Regions from separate parts of the Hordeum vulgare genome. Here region 2 is linked to region 1. The links are chromatin contacts, called in public Hi-C maps. All regions are on one chromosome and are shown on one strand. Each heading gives the region's core, a stretch centred on a gene start, on an enhancer-like site or on the middle of the called end of the contact. The rest is flanking DNA. Distances are from core to core; before and after follow the strand shown.

Evidence for each region. A called contact is a pair of places that touch in the nucleus more often than the background predicts.
Region 2: a contact with region 1 is called in a Hi-C map of seedling, with 2.5 times the contacts expected there. The contact joins the promoter of LOC123411803 here to the enhancer-like site in region 1. A contact is called at or near these places in 2 of 6 Hi-C or Micro-C datasets (leaf and seedling).

Annotation. Positions count from the first base shown.
Region 1 is chr7H:601,299,671-601,307,243 of MorexV3_pseudomolecules_assembly, forward strand. No RefSeq gene overlaps it. Among protein-coding and RNA genes, the nearest start is that of LOC123407484, 7.4 kb to the left of the region's middle. Within about 2 kb of position 4,026, at least 3 of the 3 cell types and tissues checked have open chromatin away from gene starts, as enhancers often do. A contact at or near this core is called in leaf and seedling, where this site is marked.
Region 2 is chr7H:601,399,285-601,406,857 of MorexV3_pseudomolecules_assembly, forward strand. LOC123411803 (subtilisin-like protease SBT3) reads right to left here and starts at 3,765. Exons shown (of 1, transcript XM_045104764.1): 1 at 1,110-3,765. The coding sequence starts at 3,628. The coding sequence ends at 1,262. LOC123409816 (a long non-coding RNA gene) reads left to right here and starts at 7,277. Exons shown (of 2, transcript XR_006612905.1): 1 at 7,277-7,573.

The DNA.
Region 1 (7,573 bases), core at 2,776-5,275:
CCGATCGCCCGCCTCGAGGCGCGGCATCCGCTCGCGTGGTCCTTCGCCGTGCACGGCACCAAGATCCTGGCGGTGCGCACCGCCGACGGCAGCCCGGCGATCCCCGGGTTCGACACCAGCACGATGGCGGTGGTGGCGTGCCCGTTCCCGGTGACGACCCGCGGCATGACCAGCAAGCCCTTCTACGCGTCGGTCGCCGGCGACAGGCTCTTCGCCATGGTCTACCGGCACGTCGAGGCGCTCGGCCCGCAGCCGCTGCCCGACGACGACGAGCCCCCGCCCGCCTGGTCCTGGTCCACGGTCGACGACGCGGAGCCGCCGTTCAGCCCCGAGCGCGTGACCTGCCACGCGCGGCACCCGGACGGGCGCACCGTGTTCGCGTCGGTCGTGGGGTGGCGGCCCGGCAGCGCCACCGACCTTCAGCGGAGCACCTACTCGTTCGACGCGGACCGCCTCAGGTTCCGCTACCACGGCGAGTGGCTGCTGCCGTTCCGCGGGGAGGCGCACTACGACGGGCGAGCTGGACGCGTGGGTCGGGCTCTCCGACGAGGCGCGCGGGCGCGTCGTGTCGTGCGACGTCCCGCCGGCGAGGCCAGCGAGAGGCCGGACTGGAAGGTCAGCCAGGAGAGGCTGTTTGATTACGGTTTCGAGACGACGGGCCACCTCGGGGCCACGCTGGTGTACATGGGAGGGGGCAGCAGGTACTGCCTGGTTCAGTGCTGCGCGCAGAGGGGTGACGACGACGGCGACGACCGGCGCTGCCACCGCCGTGTGGTGCAGATGACCACCTTCTCTCTCAAGTACGGCAAGAAGGGGGAGCTCCGGATCACCGGCCGTGGGGGCCGCGCGTCCATGGCGTACACGGTGGCTCATGACATGAACCCGCCCACACTGAATCCTTCCGCTTTCTGGATGTAACCTTGATGACTATTAGAACTTGCTGATTGGAACTTTGTATGTTATGTTAAAAGAGAATCTCTAACAGACCCCTGATCGGAAACGAAGCTGGAGCAAATGTTACCAGATACACTATTTTAAGAAAGCTTTAATTTCAAAGACGATGTGTAAAGAAAACGTAGCCATCAAAATTCTTTCTATAAGTTTCAAAAACAAAATAAAATTTCTTTCTATAATGATAAAATAAAGATCAAGATTACTTGAGAAGGATGTATTGCATTTCTAATTCCAAAATACTTTATCGGATATCATGTTTCATTAACCTACAAGATAAAAATAGTATTAAACTTCAAGTATAAATGATCAAATGAAAGTACTTAAATGGCTAATGTTCTATCAGTGTCTCTTGGCAGAGAATGTCCGTTAAGAAAATATTTTGCTCTAACCAGATCTTTCAAAGTAGGATGGTAATGGTCAATCAATTTTCTCTTGCCTAAATCATATTGAATCTCCTCCTCCCAATTTATGTTCTCTTGCTTTTCTTTTGAGAAGAATCTTGTCGATAATATATGTATATTTAAGTACGTATTGTTAAGTATAAGTTAGCAATGAGAGATAAAATTTCGTAGAAAGTAATACCATAAATAGAAGTACAACCCTAGAAAATGCTCCAAGTTTTGCCAATACATAAGGATTTAACCTATCGGCTACAAGATTATACCTGTAATTATTGCAACTTCAATTTGTAAAAATATTTAGACAAAGTCAGGGCAAGAACACTAACAAAATTGGGGTCGTTTCTAATCTATAGACGCACAGGTCATCGGTTCCGAATTGCAAAGAAGAGAGCATGCAGAACCTGCCGGAGGCAAAACTACGGTCGCGGTGTGGGCGTTGCTGCGTCACAACGCTAGACGTTAGATGTGGCCGCGGCCTGTGGCGCCCGGCGTCTCTCAGGGCATGTACAATGATGCTATCTTAAGAGTATCATATAGGATAAATGATGAGGTGGCGGAGAGAGAAATCGAAAAACGGCCTTGTCTTCTTTAATTTAAGAGAAGACAAGAGGTGATCTCTTAACACAATATATCTCATCATGTTTTTAGAAATAACTAATTATAGAAGATAAGGCTAAGAGATGACCCATTGTAGACTATTTTTCTGTCATCTTTAAATTACAATCTTTACCTAATAATAAAGAGGCTATCGCTTCTGTCGAAAAACCCACCGAGGTGATTTTACAAAAACCTTTACTATTTTTGACATTAAACTCGTAGTATATATTAAATAGTTTTCTAAATACTCATATCTTTTAAACCGTAACTCCAAATTTAACATATTATACATGGAATTTGATTAGAAAAATATGTAGAATTTAAATATGATATTATTTTATCTGTTAAACGTTTAATAAAAATACTATCTAGGATGCAATCTTAATAAATAAGTCATTATTCGTCTTTCTTTCATACCGGTACTCATCCGGGTTGAGGATGAAAACGTCAACAAAATCAGGATTAGAGATGAAACTGGAGGTCACTTGACTGATTCTTTGTACGTATTAAATCTACATGCAAGCCGTGTTAAAATAGAAGACCTGTGAAATTTTGAACTGCATTTTTGTAGGATATGACCATCTTTATTTGTATCGTAACTATAAATTCTCAAATTATAGACATTTTTTATAAATTAAGAGCGTGTGCCGTGTGGTATTTCTTTCTCCCGTTGCAACGCATGGGCCCTTTTGCTATTGCTTCCGTCGAAAAACCCACTACGACATTTTTATAAAAATAAACCCTGTAATTTTTGTTATTCAACCCGCGCTCCATCATTTATCTGCAACGCAAAAGGAAAAAACGATTTGCTGCAAAAATTGTACCCGTACGCATCGCCTCCTCCCGTCGACCCTGGGCCACCCTGGCCTGTGCCCAGGCTGCCGCCACACCACTCGCCGCTGCGGCCGACCTCAACCGCCAACGTTGCCGATCTCAACCCACCCGCCTCCGCGGCTGTACCTCTCCCCGCTCACTGCCCCCGTTGCGGCGCTCGAGCACATCGCGTCGACCCTGGTCCACCCTGACCTGTGCTCAGGCCGCTGCCACACCACTCGCCGCCGCGGCCGACCTCAACCACCACTTCTGTCGATCTCAACCCGCCCGCCTCCACGGTCGTACCTCTGCCCGCTTGCTGCCCCTGTTTCAGCGCTCGAGCACAGCTTCTGGATCAAATTAACGCGACAGCTACAACGACTTGGATGATGCGTCTGCTCGATGCAGAACGGCGGTGGCGCGCGGATAAGGCACGGCGAAGCGAAGTACTTGCAGGTGGAGGCGGACCTCCATGGCTCACACGGGGAACTCCGAGGTTATGGCGCGGCAACGGCGACTCCTTATGGCCAGATAGAGGCGCCTAACCCTTGCTCCCCTTATCGTATCCCCTCCTCCGACAGGAATTCATCATCTGGTGAGATCCCCTCCCCATGCCTCCAACCGTGTGCCAAGCACCGGCAAGAAATTTTGTTTTGTGGGAATTTTTTTGCTGATGAATGAATGTATTGAATGTAAGATTGCATTGTTGTAGAGAGAGAGAATGGAACACCACCTTCAGTTTGTTATCTCATCCCACATTCTCTACCCATGAGTGAAATAAGATAACAGTCCCTTGATCAATTCACGTAGCCTCTTTGTTTTGCTTTGCTTGCCCCGCTCAATTTTTCATCACGACGGAATTAACAATAGACGGGTTGATTTTCTCAACAAAATAGGATAGGACTGACTACATTAGTTAGTTAGCTTATTATTTTAATAAATCAAAATGATTATAAAAAGATTAAACGCATGTGGTATTTTTTCTCCCGTTACAACGCACGGACCCTTTTGCTAGTAAAGATTTAAGATAAAACTATTTTATCAACCATTGTACATGCCCTCGGTGGCTGGCTCGCTGCCGCCTCTGTGTCTACACACAAAAGACTAATCGATCCATCCACCCATTGGTATGAAAAAAAAATAGTGTGCGTATGCTGATTTGGGCAGAGCCAGGGAAACGAACATCAATGTGTGCGTGCGTGGCTTGTATTAGAACCCATCGCGCAGGCATGCGCGTGAAAGGCTGAAAGCTGGGAGCTCCTATGCAGCGCTGCACGCGCCCGTTAACGATCCGGCGCCTGCAGCGCTGCTACAATGGGCCGGTCCATTAAAGTGCTGTTCATTTTTTCTTTTTTGACTTTTTTTATTAAAAAATATTATAAAATAAAGAAAGGTTTACAGATTTAAAGAAAAAAGGTTTATCCATTTTTCAAAAAAGTTCATATCTTTAAAAATGGTTCATCAATTTGAAAACAAGTTCATCCTATTTAGGAAAAGTTCATTAACTTCTTAAAAGTTTAATATATTTTATTAAAGTTCATCAAAATCAAAAATGATTCATGTATTTAAAAAAAATCATTGAATTGAAAAAAATGTTCATAAATCTTTAGAAAGTTCATCCATTTCCAAAAATATGTTCATCAAATTACAAAAAAGTTCATTGATATTCAAAAAAGTTCATCAATCCCAAAAAGTATTCGATGAAATTTTTTAAAAAATCGTCGATATTTAAATAAGTTCATTGATTTTTTATTAAAATGTCACAAGCGCCTAGATAGGCTGAGTCAGTTCGAACACCTCACGCACGAGTTAACAAAAATGCACGTTAACTGAAGTCTGTGGCGTCAAATAGGAAATGCCCTGAAAGCAGCCTTGAGACACCCGATGCACCAATTTTGGGCTAACATGATGTACACAGCCTTTTTAGGTGACTGACAAGTACTAAAATTAAATTGGACCCGTATTCCTGTGCATTAGGGTCAGCCCAATAGGCTCCACCACTCGCCCCGATCTGCAAAATAATCGTTAAAATACGCGTTGGTCCAAAAAATGCTGCCCGACCATACCCTGCAAACGCATTCGACCCTTAAATATTTTGGAGGGGCGCGACAAAATCCCATCCCCAACCCACGAAGATGCAGGTTTTCGCCTCGCCCCTATGGTGCCCCTTATCCCAGAAAAGCGGTTGCCGGGAGAGACATTTCAGCCCGCGCCCTTTCCTGCCACCTTCCGCTGCCGCTCACCATTGGTTCCGCCCGTCCGCCGCCGGTGTTCTGGCCAAATCTGCGGGCGGAATCGCGCCGCGGGGGTGCCCCTACCCTCTTCCATCGAGCCGCTGCACCAGCTCCCCGGATCCGCTGATCCACCCTCGGAGAGCCACCGCCCCCGAGCAGCCGGTGAGTTTGTACTTGTGCTTATGCCAAGCGGTATGCATAGTTGGTTAACATGGCGCGCGTACTTGTGAATTTAGATGGAATTGAGCCCGTGCGAGAAGTTTTTGCTCGACGATTCGATTAGACGACTCGGATGTTGATATGCTGCTTGTCAACTATCGCAGCAGACGTTGATGATGACCCTTGCCGTGAAGGAGCATGAAGACAAGAACCGAAAGAGGCGGCGAGGATCGACCGTCGGCCGTCTTTGCATTCCTTGAAATCGCCATCTCAAGAACGAGATGTTGATGCAAGACTACTTCGCGGACAATCCAACATATTTGTCGCACCTCTTCCGGAGAAGGTATCGAATGTGTCGATCCCTCTTTGTGTAAATTGTTCAAGATTGCGAGGCCAATTGTCAGTATTTTACACAAAGAAGAAATGTCGCGGGCTTGAAGGTATTTAGTGAACATCAAAAAATCTCGGCAGCTATGCGGGTAATTGCATATGGCATTCTGGCTCACTATGCTGATGAGTACCTTCGCATTGGTGAAGATACGATAAATGAGTTAGTGCATAAGTTTGCCAAAGTGATGATCCGTGTCTTTGATCCTGAATATCTTCGAGCACCGAACGAGGAAGACACACAAAAATTGATGGCATCTAATGATAGAAGAGGTTGGCCTCGCATGCTAGGAAGCATAGATTGTATGCATTGGACTTGGAAAAATTGCCCAAAGACATGGTAGGGAATGTATTGTTGCAAGTCTCATGATGCAGCAATTGTGCTAGAGGTCGTTGCATCCAAGGATTCATGAATTTGGCATTGCTTTTTTGGTATACCGGGTACTCTCAATGATATCAATGTGTTGCAATGATCTTATTTGTTTGCTAGGCTTGCTAGTGGTGATGCTCCTGCTTACAACTACGCTATCAATGGGCATGAATACACAAAGAGGTACTATCTTGTAGATGGTATATACCCTCCATGGTGCACATTTTTCACGAGCATCAAAGACCCCCAAACTAGGAAACAGTGTGATTTCGCAACGGCACAAGAGGCAGCCCGGAAAGACATTGAAAGAGCATTCGGGGTTTTGCAATCTAGGTTTGCCGTTGTTCGTGGCCCCGTTCGTTTTTGGGACAAGTGATCCTTGAAAAACATCGTGACATGCTGTGTTATTCTTCAAAATATGATTATCGAAGATGAGAGAGACATGAACTTGGAGTTCTTCTATGACAATGTGGGTAGCCGTGTCAAACCATCTAGAGACCCTAACCGCATTAGATCTATTCTTCACACCTACAAGGAGATTGAAAATGCAAACACCTACTTTCAGCTTTAAGAGGATCTCATTGAGCACCATTTGTTGGAATTATGCCCTAGAGGCAATAATAAATGTGTAGTTATTATTATAATTCCTGTATCAAGATAATAGTTTATTATCCATGCTATAATTGTATTGAATGAAGACTCATTTACATGTGTGGATACATAGACAAAACACCGTCCCTAGCATGCCTCTAGTTGGCTAGCCAGTTGATCAATGATAGTCAGTGTCTTCTGATTATGAACAAGGTGTTGTTGCTTGATAACTGGATCACGTCATTGGGAGAATCACGTGATGGACTAGACCCAAACTAATAGACGTAGCATGTTGATCGTGTCATTTTGTTGTTACTGTTTTCTGCGTGTCAAGTATTTATTCCTATGACCATGAGATCATATAACTTACTGACACCGAAGGAATGCTTTGTGTGTATCAAACGTCGCAACGTAACTGGGTGACTATAAAGATACTCTACAGGTATCTCTGAAGGTGTTAGTTGAGTTAGTATGGATCAAGACTGGGATTTGTCACTCCGTGTGACGGAGAGGTATCTCGGGGCCCACTCGGTAATGCAACATCACACACAAGCCTTGCAAGCAATGTAACTTAGTGTAAGTTGCGGGATCTTGTATTACGGAACGAGTAAAGAGACTTGGCGGTAAACGATATTGAAATAGGTATGCGGATACTGACGATCGAATCTCGGGCAAGTAACATACCGAAGGACAAAGGGAATGACATACGGGATTATACGAATCCTTGGCACTGAGGTTCAAACGATAAGATCTTCGTAGAATATGTAGGATCCAATATGGGCATCCAGGTCCCGCTATTGGATATTGACCGAGGAGTCTCTCGGGTCATGTCTACATAGTTCTCGAACCCGCAGGGTCTGCACACTTAAGGTTCGACGTTGTTTTATGCGTATTTGAGTTATATGGTTGGTTACCGAATGTTGTTCGGAGTCCCGGATGAGATCACGGACGTCACGAGGGTTTCCGGAATGGTCCGGAAACGAAGATTGATATATAGGATGACCTCATTTGATTAACGGAATGTTTTCGAAGTTACCGGGAATGTACCGGGAATGACGAATGGGTTC
Region 2 (7,573 bases), core at 2,515-5,014, 99 kb after region 1:
TTTCTTATATTTATTGCATTTGTCAAGAAATACACATATAGCTAGGCTCTTGCATAGGAGTCTATTCCCATACAGCTAGGCTCTTGCATGAGAGTTCATTTCCACCATTTTTTAATGCCTCGTTTTTTGTTGGAAGTATTCATGTCTCTCTCCTTCACATAGACGAAAGTGTCATGTAATTAGGCTATAAGTCCACTATTGTACTTGTTTTTATGCATATCAAGTAGATAATTTTTATAAAATGTTATATAATTAAATAAAAAAATATACTAAATGTCATATCATATTAAATAATGTGTCGCTATATATTATACGGTATTGTATATTATTATTATATGCATGATATTTATATATATATTACTCTTCACTATTACGTGTCCAATCAGACTTTTTGTGTCCATGAAGCACTCCATCGCTCCACCTGGTGCGCCCAGCGCTCTCACATGTTGCATGCGGGAGTATCCCCGCAATAGAACCCTTTTTTGTATTTTATATTCTTATTCTCTTTTTTTATATTTTATAAAAAATTTACGTATATGTGTACTCAGATAGGTAGTTGTGCTTCACGCAAAAATATTGTTGTGTCTTTACGTGAAGCATATACATGCTTTAAAAGAGAGCACATATATGTTTTATTTTTTAGAGTATAAATTAGCTTAGTTGAGACACTTATTTAAAATTAGAGGAAGTATGATGCAACAAGTGACACATATGCACTGCCACAGCTAGAGAAGATTTCAACGATTTTTACAAGAGTACCATAATTAATGTTTTGAGGCTGTCATTGGGCCATTTTACGTGCTACATGCTGCTATTGAAACATCAGGGAAGATGCATTCGGCTAAACGAGCCCCAACCCAAGATCTCTTAAGCCGCGTCTTAAGTCCCGGTTAGAAGAACCAACACTCACATTTCTGGGCCAACCCAACATCATGACGACATGTTCGTTAGCCCTAGGTGCGCTTTCGTTCGCTTGGTTGAGTGTAAATTCTCGCTCCGATCCAAAAGAATTGTTTTATATTTATTTACATATGAATATATCTAATCACGTCTTAGTATTTAGATATATTTATTTTTAAAATGAAAATATTGAAACGGAGGGTGTAAATAAGTAAATAACAGCTGGTGAATCGAAAAAGTTATATATATATAAATTAGTAAGTCGTTAACCGTGTTCCGTTCCTCTTTGTTGTTCGTCCTGCGCACGTATTCGCGTATGCTCTCAGTTGTTCGATCGATGTTTGCACGCACGATGCGTATCCTATGGCCGAGACAAGGTCGTCGACGCCACCACGATGGGGCTCCTCACCGTGTACTTGCCGGTGTCGTCCACCCACGTCAACGATCCATACAACACTTGTTCGGGAGTTATCTGTCTGCCCCCAACCCGAACCACGACCGTGTACCTCTGCTTCTCGTGCTTCCCGCCGAACACCAGCCTGTTGGGCATGACGCTCACCTTCACCTTCACCCCGTCCAGTCCCTCCACCGTGGCATTGTACCTCGCCGGCCCGTCGCCCACGTTGGTCACGGCCCTGGCGAACGTCTTCTCTCCGCCGTCGTAGTCGAAGAAGGCGATGAACGACGGGTAGTTGAGATCGTGGGTCGCGCCGCCGGTGCAATCCACGGGGCCTGGTGACTGCGCCACGGTCTTGATTTGCGCCGTCGTGAAGTTCATGGCGCACATGAGCTTGATGTAGTCGTCCGGTCCGGCGTCGTACACCAGGCCGGGGTCCAGCGAGCGGTTGGGGTCGATGTGGCCGGACCCCATCGCCAGCGGGTAGGCTGCGTACTCGATGCCGTCGGCCCTGTCCTTGATGGGAGCCAAGGTGTTGTCCACCGCGCTAGCCGTCGTCATCATCGCCGATCGCACCGCAGCGGGGCTCCATTCCGGGTGCACCGCCTTGATGAGCGCCGCCACGCCCGACGCGTGTGGGCACGCCATGGAGGTGCCGGAGATGACGTTGAACTTGCTGAACAGCGGCTGCGTCCCGGCGTCGGTGACGCTCGCGTTCTCCGCCCACGAGGCGAGGATGAGCGAGCCGGGCGCGAGCAGGTCGGGCTTGAGCACCGTCGGGCAGCTCCGCGACGGGCCGCGTGACGAGTAGGTCGCCACCTGCGGCGCCGGCTTCGTGTCCACGACGGTCACCGCGAACTTGATGGAGGCCTTGGGCGCGCGGCTGCTCTGGATGTAGTGCAGCAGCGCCGGGGCGTCCCGCGGCTTCAGGATCACACCCGGAAATGGGAAGCTCTCGTATTGTTCCCTCAACGTGTCGTTAGACAAGAAGAGCCCGGCGCGCACATTGGCGGCTTTCACCGCCGATATCGCGGGGCTCAGGGCGTCGATGTACGGCACGTCGCAGAGCACGACCTTGTCGCGGCTCTCTGAGAGCGCCGTGTCGTTGTCGCACAGGCCGAGGAGCACGAGCCGGGCGTTTCCGAGGCGATGTGGGGTTCCTGCGTACAGCGATTCGCCGACCAAGGTCGTGCCGTCACCGAGCCGGACGATGGCAGAGAACTCCCGGTCCACCGTGCCCGCCGCGACGGTGAGCACCCACGGCGAGCCGTTGCGAATGTAGCCGGGGTCCGGTCCGTCGTTACCGGCCGAGGTTGACACGAAGACGCCGCGCTGCATCGCCGCGAATGCGCCAATTGCGACGGGATCTTCGTATAGCTGTCGGCCGTTGAAGCCAAGGGAGAGGGAGAGCACGTCGACGCCGTCGGCGATGGCCTGGTCCATGGCGGCGAGTATATCTGAAGCGTACGCGTTGTCGTCCCACAGGGCCTTGTACACCGCCACCCTGGCGCGGGGCGCCATGCCGCGAGCGACGCCTCGCCCGTAACCGAAGAAGGACGCACCCGACACGGGCGAGCCGGCTGCCGTGGACGACGTGTGCGTGCCGTGGCCTTCCGTGTCTCGCGGGGAGTCCACGGCGATGGTCACATTGGAGTTGTTGGCGATGAGGCCCTTGTTGTACTTGCGCGCGCCGACGAGCTTTCGGTTGCACGCCTTGGCCGCGTCGAACGCAATGCCGGACTCGCAGAAGCCCTTCCACCGTGCCGGCACCGGCGGGAGCCCGTCGTCGCGGAAGTTCGCGCTCTCGGGCCACACGCCCGTGTCCACCACGCCGATGATCATGTTCTCGCCGTAGTCGGACGCTTCCCATATTCCCCCGGCCGCGCCGACGCCGAGGCCGAGGAACTCGGGCGTGTGCGTTGTGTCACGCACCGCCCTCGCGTCGTCGCGGTAGCACGACACGAATCCCGGGGAGCGCCGGAGCCTGTCGAGCTCATCGGCGTGGAGCCGCGCCGCGAAGCCGTGCATCGCGTGGTCGTAGACGTAGAACATGTCTGCCCCCGGGGCAGCCGCGGCGAGCGTGGACTCGTACCAGCGCAGGTGGCTCGAGAACACCACCGGCACGGCCGACTTGTCCATGTGCACAATGTAGGACGCCGCCGCCACAGTTTCGGCCGCCGCCGCGGCCGGACGCGAGTAGAGCGCGACCAGCACCAACGCCACCCATGGCCACATTGTGCGATGTACGTAGTACACAAGTAGAGCGCCGGCGGCGGTGGAGTGCGACGGCCGGCGTCGTAAGGGTGACGCGGCCCGGGCAACGGCGGGCATGGTAGTTAACCTGCATGGCCGGTGCTCATGGAGTCGGATGCATTCGGTGGTTGCCTAGTCTTTGTTTGGACACGCCAGCCAGCGGCATGGGCCTCGTCGTCTGCTTCCGCATGTGCACCTCGCGACTGTCGTGTACTACAGGGAAAGAGCATTTTTGGCGAATGCTTACAAGCGTATGATAGGGTATCATGCACCTACCATTAACCATCTTGTTAGTTCAATGTCGATTTTGCTCGAAATGGTTCGGACACAAGTAGATACATAGAATGGTGAAGTTCATCACTCGGAAGTGTAATGTCAGCCGACAAGTTAGAGCAACTGCAACGCACGGACACGACACGCGTTTTATCTGTTTTATGTCCGATTGGGTCGACCATGCGGACGTCTGTCTCCATTTTTCTGGTTAGGTAGACGCATGTATTCAATGCATATTTTTACGCGTGAACTTTAGAAAAAACATGTTCATATTTAAAACATAACTAGTTAAATATCCATGCGTTGTCACGAGACAATAAAATATACGTTGTAAACCATCAATCAAATAACATTCTGGTCATATTATATTTCTCCAGATGAGAGCCGATGCACAACGGCTAATCAAAGCTGATACGTGGAAACTCACGTAGCTAATATCTCTTTCATGTTAAAGATTTATCCATACTGACCATTAACATTTTTTTCCACACAAGCACATCATTCTCCTCCGCCATTTATTGCCCATTGTTTTCTAGCGGCGATGTTGAGGTTGCAGCGTCACTGGCGGTGAAATAAGTTCTCCAGCCTAATCGCCATCTTGATAGTGTTCGATCTAACATGATAGGCTAGTATGGAGATTGTCCAGCTGTGAACAAGAAGTGATGTAGGCTAGTACGTGGATTCTCCTAAATCGACCACACTACCACTTGCGATAGGCTTGGGCGACCTTCGATGGACCGGTTACCTATAGTTGACAACAAAAAATGGCATTTGCCAGATAGATCCACTATTCCTCCATTATGTTGAATGAGATAATTTCGCTAAAATAGTCGATTCTGGGTTTTAAACAGATTTAAAACTTCTAAAACTGTAGTTGGGCCTCCACAGAACTTGCACATCATTCATAGACAATTCTAAAAATTAGCTGAGATATCAACACTTTGAAAAGCATAGCACCAAACTATTTCAGTTATGAAATGTTGTTTTTACATTCTATCATATGCAATCCTTGACATAGTCATTTCCTTCTTTGTCTCCTGATATCATAAAAACTTGGATAAACAACTTTAAACTCTATATACCCATAAGCTATACAATTAGCCAATAAAGGTCACACCATGTAACAATTATATTGATTTTCTCCATGGAGTCCTAATAGCACAGTTTATTTCATCTCTTATGCCCCGTTCGGATCGTCTCCACATCAAAAAATTGCCAACTTCCTAAGAAGCCAGCCGCCGCCAACTTCTGACATGAGAAGAATGCGTCGGCATCACTGAATAACCACTAGTAGAAAAAAGGGCTTTGGTCCAGGGCCTGAAATCCCATTAGTCCCGGTTCACTCACGAACCGGGACCTATGGGGGCATCGGTCCCGGTTCATGAGGCCAGGGCGCCGGCCGGGCCTCGTGGGCCATTGGTACCGGTTCATATCACCCCTTTGGTCCCGGTTCCAGACACGAACCGGGACCAATAGGCCTCGCTCCTGGTGGCAACCGTTCGTATCCCCCTTTAGTCCCGGTTGGTGGCTCAACCCGGGACTAAGGAGTGGTGGCAACCGTTTGTATCCCCGTTTGGTACGTGGTGGTGGCTCAACCTGGGACTAAAGGTCCAAACGGTTCACCTCCTGCGTCGTTTCCAGCGATGAAAAGCACGAACCAAAGCAGAGTTTCGTCATTTCTCCGTTTCTTCTTCTCTCTCGCTCTCATCTCTTCTTCCCCTCTCTTCTTCCCTTCTCTTCTTCCATCATGCCAACCACTCGCTACGGACAGGTGCTCGCACATGACACGACCGGACTCAATGTCGTGTACACAAACAACAGCGCCATGGTGTCGGGTTTTCTTTCCTATTTTTAGGAACGGCTTCAAGAGGCGGAGGAGAATGAAAATTGCATGGGGCTAGATCTGGAGTACACGGCCAATCAACAAGGTGTTGTCGTCATCCAACTATGTTTCAAGAGAAATGTCATGGTCTTCCAATGGACGAGGTAAGTTTTGAGGCTTTCTTTGATCCAAGGTTATGAAAATTGCATATAGTGATCTATGTTCCATTGGATAGCAATATGCAGTTTCTATGTTCCATTGGGTAGCAATTGCATATAGTGATCTAGGTTCCATTGGATAACAATATATATATGTTATAGTTAATTTATGCAGTTTCTATGTTCCATTGGATAGAAATGTCATAGTTAATTTAGAGTTTCTTGATGAATTCATAGGATATGAAAATTGCATAGGATAGCAATATGTTTCATTTGAATCCTAAAGTTCAATTTCTCTTAAGTTGTAGTGAAACAATTTTCCTTGTTGCATATTGGCAAAACCGTGGGAGAACATATATATATATATATATGTCATAGTTGATTTAGGGTTTCTTGATCAATTCATACAATATGAAAATTGCATAGGATAGCAATGCGTTCCATTTGAATCCTAAAGATCAATATGTCTCAATCGAGAGTGGTTGGGACCGAAGGGACATCGGTGGGCTCCGGAAACGAGATTGGTAACTAGAGATGCAAGGCGCACGATGTATCCAGGTTCATGGCTCTCCGTGGGAGGTAACACCCCTAGTCCTGCCGGAGTGGTTGATGAACCAAGACAACTACAATGTGCTCCTTGAGGTGTTCAACGGAGGAGGAAGATGGAGCAACCGGCTCGCAGTCTACCTCTCATGTATGTGTGTGTGTGTGTGTATAGGAATGGCCGACCCTCTGCATGGAGGGGGGCCAGGGGGTTTTATAGACGACCCTTGGCCTACAAAATGGATATAAGGTACAATGTGGGGGGCCCCGCTGGCAGCCTCTCCGGCTGGTCAGAGGGCCCGCTATTGATCAGTCTTGTCGCTGGCGGGGCCCGCCGGCTGCAGGGTCCCATCAGGCTTTGGGACCCGTCGGCTAGGCTATGGGATTGGTGCGTGCTCCCTACGCGGGGCGAGAGTGGTACGATGGCCGTCGTCTTGCGGGATCCGGCGGCGGTCAGTGGTACAACCGCCTCCACTGTAGCCACACCGGACAAGGTAATGGAGTGGGTGGTGGCGTGCGGGTACTGTACACGGTTGACGGGTCGCAGCCGACACCGATCAGCATTACGACCGCCACCACTGTAGCCACGCGTATTCCACTCCATCGTACCCGAGGTGAGGTACTTTCGCCTTTAATCGAAGGCTTCCATCACATCATAGGGATTGATTCGACGGGTGCTCCCCAGCCGGCTGACGGCTAGCCATTCGGCCAGAGAGTAGACGGCGACGCTCCTAGCCGGCGCGAGATACCCAGCCGGCCAGGAGGAGCCGACATGTGAGGAGGCTTTCACCTCACTCTATGCCGAAGTGTGAAGGAGTAGGCTTGGTGAGCCTATCCGGGATTATCCCTCATCACTGCTTGACTAGTTGGTTAGCGTGATTAATGTATAGATCTTAGCTTGTTAAGATTAAGAGTTTTATAATCCCACCCTATACACTATCAGAATCGTACGGATTTTTTGGAGAAAAATCTGAAACGTACGGATATGTTGCAGAATTTCGGAAGGTAGGAATTTAGCATCGCCGTTTGTCCAGGCGGAGCCCATTGAAGACAACAAGCCCATACATAGGGAAAGCCCACTTTGCCAGCCTCTGAGACGCGCAGCGGAAGGGATCAAAGGGAGGGAGACGAACCACGGTGTCGCCGGCGGTCGCGCCATTCGCCGCCGCCGTTTGCTTCTCCTGCCCCCATCTCCACCACCATGCCGCGCCAGGCCACGAGATGTCG